2 separate regions of the Zea mays genome follow, and region 1 is linked to region 2. A link is a contact called in public Hi-C data. All regions are on one chromosome and are shown on one strand. Each heading gives the region's core, a stretch centred on a gene start, on an enhancer-like site or on the middle of the called end of the contact. The rest is flanking DNA. Distances are from core to core; before and after follow the strand shown. Region 1 holds the start of LOC100280215 (putative bZIP transcription factor superfamily protein). Region 2 holds the start of LOC100282595 (2-cys peroxiredoxin BAS1).

The links. A called contact is a pair of places that touch in the nucleus more often than the background predicts.
Region 1: a contact with region 2 is called in a Hi-C map of ear, with 4 times the contacts expected there. The contact joins the promoter of LOC100280215 here to the promoter of LOC100282595 in region 2. A contact is called at or near these places in 2 of 25 Hi-C or Micro-C datasets (ear and tassel).

Annotation. Positions count from the first base shown.
Region 1 is chr4:115,237,064-115,240,889 of Zm-B73-REFERENCE-NAM-5.0, forward strand. LOC100280215 (putative bZIP transcription factor superfamily protein) reads right to left here and starts at 1,514. Exons shown (of 5, transcript NM_001153146.2): 1 at 1,326-1,514; 2 at 545-1,246. The coding sequence starts at 1,104.
Region 2 is chr4:114,747,428-114,751,287 of Zm-B73-REFERENCE-NAM-5.0, forward strand. LOC100282595 (2-cys peroxiredoxin BAS1) reads left to right here and starts at 1,470. Exons shown (of 7, transcript NM_001155503.1): 1 at 1,470-1,714; 2 at 1,824-1,898; 3 at 2,069-2,150; 4 at 2,229-2,308; 5 at 3,793-3,860. The coding sequence starts at 1,526.

The DNA.
Region 1 (3,826 bases), core at 264-2,763, 490 kb after region 2:
CCAATTTGATTGTACAGAGTCTATGTAATGTATGCACCTTGGAAAAACAAGAATTCTGATTGACACATAACATAAACTTTGACAGTTTGACTGTTCAAAAATCTGGTGAGTAGTATTACAAAACTCAAGGAAGTTGTTGCTTTTACAATATTCAAGCATTGAGGGTTTACGAACTAACTTTTAAACACACCACACATATCCACATGATTTCGACTACTTATGCTGCCGCAATCATATGACAATAAATTCTACCTGGCATTGGTACTGGTCGTGGCATAAGTCAAAATTATCAGTGTTACACAAATTAGAAGCACGATTAGTTAATTTAATTTCTGCAAAGATGTAGAGTCTCATGTTCCTTTTCTGTCGGCAAGAGCCAAAGTTCACATCTGCCCTTTAATTCATACATTTCTAGCATTTTCACTAAGAATTCCAGTTTAGTAACGAGCAACAGTGCTATCGATTGGCAGAATCCACTACTTTCTGAACCAGAGAACATTTGAAGAAAGTACTTCAGATATTTCACTGACAAATTTAAGTTTACCTTTTAAATGACTTGTCTTGATCAGGATGGCCAAAAGCATCACAGGCATCAGCAGTTACATTGGCCACATTACCATTCACATCACTGCAGGCATCGATGGTCAGGTACTGCAAGGGGTTGCCGGGGACATTCTCAAGCACAGCATTTACCATGGAACTCTCTGAAGTTGTAAGCCTACTCTTCTGTCTTGGCGAATTCGGACCATAGAAACAGCTAGCCTCGACCACAGAACCACTTTCATCACCTTCGACTCCACCCAACAAGTCCTCAGCTTCACCACCTGAGTTTAGATCACATTCCTCGATTGGATAAATTGGGCTCTGGAATGTCGACAGCGCATCTAAGATGGCATCAGAATCGCTGCAGGCCCTTCTGAGAGGAGGGAGCTTGGGAGCTTTCCCAGAATCTTCAAGGAGATCATCCAGCCAGCACGGTGGTTCACCAATGAACGTATCCCCAGATGGAAACCTGCAGCTTTGCGTGAACATGCCGTCATCCCTTCGAGTGATCTGAGGACCCAGCGGTGGGCAGCGGGGTGGGAGGTGGGGTGACCGAGACATGGAGAGAAAATAGCCTCGTATCTTTGATGGCCTTCCACTTTTGGTTCTGCTAAGTAACTAGAGTCAATCGAGCATCCCTTGCGTTCTTCTTTTCATATATGGAAAAAACAGCAACTTTGGGTTAGATCCGAATATAAGTAGCCTGCATTAGGATTTTGGGAGGGTTAGGGGTGCTCGATTTCGCACAGCAGGAAGATTAGAAAAGGAAGTAGCTGACGTACCTGGAGGATGGTTGTATCGGTGAAAGAGCCCACGAAAACCTGGCGAAGGTTGGTGCCGGTTGCGCAGTCGGCGCCACGAAGTGAAAGGGTTCAGGGGTGTGAGTAGGGAGGGAGGAGAAAGGAAAGGAACGGGTGTGGTTCGGGTGAACCGTGAACGCAAGAGTCGCCAGACGCGGTTGATGAACGCAAACGCAACGGCCTTGAAGTTGGCGGCGGAATGAAATGGGCCTGTAGTCCTGGCTCATGGGCTGTCGGCTTCGCTGGTGGAATTTTGGGTGAAAATCCATCTGCATATAACCTCATTCTAACTATTGCATGGTCCACATTATCTTTTGGTTAAAAAATTGTATTTTTATAAACCATTTTAGAGCTAGTTTAGAAACTCCATTTTTCTAATGGATTTATATTTTCTCAAGAGAAAATAAACTAATTTTTTTGGGAAAATAAAAATCTCTTAGAAAAATGGTGCTCCCAAACTAGCCCTAAACTAATAAAACTATTAGATTTAGCATCTCCAAAAGTCTTTCTAAATTCTGCTATCTTTGGCTACCGAGAAACACAAAATAAAAGATGGCTATATTTGGATAACCATTTAAATAAGTTGTTAGATGTTATTTTTTACAAAAAATCTATTTATATCAATTAGCAAAAATATAGAGATCCTCTTAGAGTTGCTCTTAAAGTAGTTTAGGCTTTCATGACATCTAGGGCTTGAAAAACTTGAAACTCGTTAACTTTCTCAGATCGGCTCACTAGTGTCTTGGCTCGTTTGTATTTTTTAACGAGGTAAGCCAACACTCTAATTTGGTTTACTAATGACAAGCTTGGTCCAAATTGTGGGACAGGCGAGCCAAGTTATCATCCTAGACGCAAACACATGGACATGACCTAGTCGCCCACATCGTCAGCCCATTGCTCACGAGACCACAACACAAAGCAGTCCAATTAACAGTTTAACACCAAGCCCTACAACTATGACTTGTCCATTGTTGGAACTTGCTCTCCTGGGCAAGTTGATCCAACGGGGGAGTGGAAAGGATGCAAGTAAGGTTTAACTCGAGATGACGATTGCTCTGTTAATCCAGCCTCTCAAGGGCACTGTACGGGGGTATTTATAGGTGCCCGAGCGCTCAACGTCCCGATGTAAGGACGTTTATGCCCTCAGGCACCTGGATTATCCCCAGAATATTCCCATAAGGGAGGGTTACAGACTGTCATTACAGCAAAGCTATTATAAATCAGGCCCGTAACACGCTTGTCCGTGCGGGACCTGTTACAATGGGCCGAATCCCACGTGGGCCTCCAGGTCGGGTGAGGACGTGGGGGTGGAGAGACTTCGTCGTGGGCCTTCGTCTTGCAGTGAAGAGGATGAAGGGTGGGCCGCTCCGGTCATCTTGCCTCCGTTGGTGCAGCGAGTTGACGAAGGCCTAGAGCGAAGGGTAGCGTCTTTGCCTTCGCCCCAACATTTGCCCTCCGAGGGACCAGTTCGACTAAGTCATCTGGTGCCGAAGATGTCGCTAGATGGTGGAGATGCTGCCCTCGCTCGAAGTGGTTCCACGGGGGTTTTTGATGTGACCGTTGACGGACGTGGTACTGTTGGACTGTGGGCTTCCCGAAGCGTCGTGCCTTGTGTATAAAAGGGAGGCGGCGCGGCTCAGGCTCTCTTACCTTTCTGTGCGCCGCAAAACCCTAGCATTTTGAAACTGTTCGCCCGCTCGCCTGCCCTCCTTGCTCCTGTTCATCGGAGATCTGGTCCGCGTCAAGCAGACCGCGCGCCGCCACCGACGGTACGTAGCCATGCCGTCTTCTTCTTCATCCGCTGCGAATACGCCGTTGGGCGAATTGTCGTCCGAGGGTACCTTCAGTGATTTGGCGGCGGTGGAGCTGCACCTGGGCCACACGGTGGAATTCGACATCTCGAGGATCTCCTCGGTTCACGTGCAAGACATGCAGCAGTTGTGGTATTTTGGGAATGGAGTTGGACGAGTCCCGAGGGCGGAAGAGATTCCTGAGCCGGAGGGTGAGATAATTGTGTTCGAGGCATTTTTTACTGTCGGCCTTCGGTTACCTGCACATCGTTTTGTGGTGGAGGTGTTACGGAGGTATGGCATGCAGATCCATCATTTGACACCTAATGCCGTGGTGGCCCTGGCGAAGTATGTCTGGGCAGTGACTTCGTATGGCGGTCAGCCCTCCGTAGAGGTCTTCGCCAAGAATTATTGTTTGCACTGGCAGAAGAGAAAAGTTGGAAGCAAGATTGCATAGTTTGGATCATGCACCTTTACACCGAGGACTGGAAGACTTCGGTGGAAGTTGTGGAGCTAGTTCCCTGCGCCCGCAACAAGTGGGGCAACTGGTATGATTATTGGTTTTATGTGGCGGAAGGCGAAGTCGAATACCTCCCAGGACTCCCGGCGGCCGTGATGTGCTCCCACTACTATGTGGCGTTCTCGCCGTTTGAGGTGGCGGAGGATGATAGCGACGAAGGGTCCCTTCGTTGT
Region 2 (3,860 bases), core at 220-2,719:
TCGGATTTGCACAGGGACTTATACAGGTTCGGGCCACTTGAATGCGTAACACCCCACTTCTTGTTGAGGCTGGGTATTGGAATTGCTCTAGAGTATATGGATTACAAATCAGCTGCGATGGTGCTCAGAGATCGCGGATGAGGGCTAGTGTGTGATGTGATGAGATGAGATGATTTTTGTAGGGGTCCCCCTTTGGCCTTATATATGACCAGAGGGTTATCCTTTTACAAGGTGTGACCACTATCTACTCTACATATCTCTTCCTTTATCGTGGCATGTAGTCCTGCTTATCCGGAGTTTAATTGCTTCATCAGCTGAGTTAACGCCGAGTGTTTAGTCGGATCGTGAGGGTCATATTCCGCCAGCTCGAAATTATCTCCACTCACCGAAAGATCGGGCACTTCAGCCTTATCAGACACTGCACTCGCGCTCGGGGACCTCACGCGAAGGCGGCAAAGTGCTCACAATCGACAACTAATATGCGTACATAACGATCCCCCCGATGCATTCTCATTGATATTGCGATAACTAGTGCATCTCGCCATAAAAACACTTCAGTACGAGAAAGCACCAAGATGTAACGAATAAGAACAACACCGCCTGATTACAAGTCACGATCAGGGTGTCGTGGCACTTACCCGTGGAGAACCCTGAAACAGGGGTGGCAATGTGCCAAAGCTTTCGGTCGCAACCTGTCAATATTTACGATTACCCTAGTAAGTGTTTACATATACATATTTAACAGATGAGCTCTATCTTCCTACTCTTAAGCTAACTTATCATCACACAATTTGTGGATGCTTATCTCGGAACGCTCCCGCGCGGGGACACGTCCTTCTGCTCCTTCGGACCGCTTTTTGTGGCCCATCCTGTGTTGCAGACTGTCACGGGCTCGACTTAAATCCGGTGATAAATGAATCTTCCTGAGTCTGCCTTCATTTTTATTGGAGGAGCAATCGAAGATAATTATAGCATGTATGGCGCTCCACAACTTTATTAGGGAAATGTGATTCATGATTGAGACTTCGATAATGTGGACACCGATATGCATGTTCATGAGGTAGGAGTAGGAGAGAGTAGTAGCAGACCTGCAAATAAGTTAGACACGAGTGCATTTAGAGATTCTATTAATACAGTGTTAGTTTCATGATATCCACATGTTATGAGCATTGTTGTAATGGAGAACCTATTGACACATTTCTAATTGCTAGCAAGTTAGTTTAATGTACGTTGTTTTATTGTTTCATCAATAGAATCTAATCAGCCATCTTCTGCCTATTCAAATATTTAGATTCTAACTACCAGTTTCTCACTACAACTATATTATCAAGCATTCAGTTTTTTACTATAATTTTTCTCTACATCCAACTTCTCCTCGTAGTCATCTTTTCAGAAAAGTTTCTTAGACCCACAAGCTAGAGCCAGCCAGCCGCTCAGCCCCAGCCCTCGGAAACCCATCGCAAATTCGCAAACTAACCCCAAACCCCAATCCACCCCATCCCCTCCTCATCCACTCCGGGCGGCCATGGCCTGCTCCTTCTCCGCCGCCATCACCGTCTCTTCCGCCCCTACCCCGGCCGCCAGACCCCTCGCTGCTGCCACGCAGTCCGTCTGCATCGCTCGCTCCGCGGTCGCCACCACTGCCAGGCCGCTCCGCCTCGCCGCCTCAAGGTCCGCGCGGGCTACCAGACTCGTTGCCCGCGCCAGCGTAGTCGTAAGTTCTCCTCGCGTCTTGACTCGCCTTAACGTACTACGGGATTGCTTCTCACCCCCTCCTAGTTTGCGCACTCACGGCTCGCCCCCTTGTGCCTGTGCTCCGTAAGGATGACTTGCCGCTGGTCGGGAACAAGGCGCCAGACTTCGAAGCCGAGGCTGTGTTCGACCAGGAGTTCATCAACGTAAGTGGACCTCTCTCTCTCTCTCTCTCTCTCTCTCTCTCGCGCGCGCGCGCGCAATCTCGCTTGGTTTATGCTGTGGAAGCAGAAATCTAAAATGTTTCATGCGCTCAAATTGCTCATAATACCCGTTTATGTTACCGGCGATGACATTGTTCTGTGTGCTTTTGCAGGTGAAGCTCTCTGATTACATTGGGAAGAAGTACGTCATTCTGTTCTTCTACCCCTTGGATTTCACCTTCGTCTGCCCGACCGGTGAGGATAAAACACTTGCATTAGTATCAAGAAGATTCATTTGTAGTGGTCTGATGAACGAACACATGATGCTTGCAGAGATTACTGCGTTTAGTGACAGATACGAGGAATTTGAGAAGTTGAACACTGAGGTTCTTGGTGTTTCCATTGACAGTGTGGTATGAAATAATGCCTTGGTATTCCATGATATGATAGCATCTATCAGTATGAATCAGTTGTCAATTGTTCTTAAGGATAATGTAGTGTAGTTGTCATCCAATGCCTCTACTGTTTGTAGAGGTGGATGTTCTGTCATATGTCATAGTTACCTCTTGAAGTACATTTCATCAAATGTCATAGTTAGCTCTTGATGTACATTTTAGCTTTGATATATACTAACACAAAACGAAAAGAATAATTATGGTTGAACTGCTCCTATAATGAGAATTTTACATGCTACTGCTAGGTTATCTTGTATCCATGGTTCTTGAGCATAGTCACATTATTTCTAAAATCAATTCTGGAAAGTATGTTATGTGGAATTAGAAAAAGTAATATACAAATACATAATATTCTATACCAGCTTTACACTTGCCCGTCTCAATTTTTGGCAAAGTAGTAGGACCACACATGCTGCTTTTTCCTCGCATTGCCAATGTAACTATTAATAGAAAAATCCATCTACATGAACATAATAGCATTATCACTAGGGATGAAAATGATCAGAAATGGTACATTATAATATGGATTTTGAAAGCGGTTGGTACAAGACTTTCCCTTTTTTTAATAAAAAACTGAAAAACAGTTGTACTAAAATCACAAAACTGACAGCTTCCATGTTTTGATAGAACCAGAAATGGAATCATAAACTGATAATGATATCAGTTGATACAGTATTCTCCCATACTGCGTTCACCCCTAAGTGATACATCACTATCCCATATTCATTTTTGTTTTTAATGTTGGGACTAAACACACTCACATTACACTTGAGGCCTTAAATTCAACCTTTGTTGTCCCAAAGGAAATGTGTTCTAGCTGCATAGTCTTATTAAATTGAACTTTTCTTTTTTCTAAGGTACATTACAAAGCTTTGGAAAACTGTACTCCCTCCATTTGTAGATATATGATACCATTGACTTTTTACCCAAACTTTGGCCAGCAATATTGTTTAATTACATAGCTCAGTAAAGTGAAAAGCTAGATCTATTATCAAACTACTAGCCTTGCATGTTTGTCTGTTTGTGCAAATATTTACAGAAAATACAAATACTCAAATGAATGAAAAAGTGTCAAAGGATAAACAGAGGGAGTAGTATGAAAAATGCCTTAATGACTTATTTGAAGTCTTCTTACAATTATGATTTGTTATTTCTCTCTCAATTCCAAATTATAGGCCATTTTGGCTTTTCTAATATCTAGAAATAGCGTATATCTAGGTTCATAGCAAAAGCTATTTACCCAGAAAAATCAAAACAACCTATAATTTGGGATGTAGAGAGCTCCTCTTTATATCATTATATGTATGTGGTCAAACGAAGAAACCTTAAACTATATAGATAATGGGTTTTGATTACTATTATCTCATTGGTATTATAACTTTTGTTAATTGTTTGTCTTTGTTTGACCATATCTTGACATTCGAATGACTCTTTGGATGCAGTTCTCCCACCTTGCATGGGTGCAGACAGACAGGAAGTCGGGTGGGCTCGGCGATCTTAAATACCCACT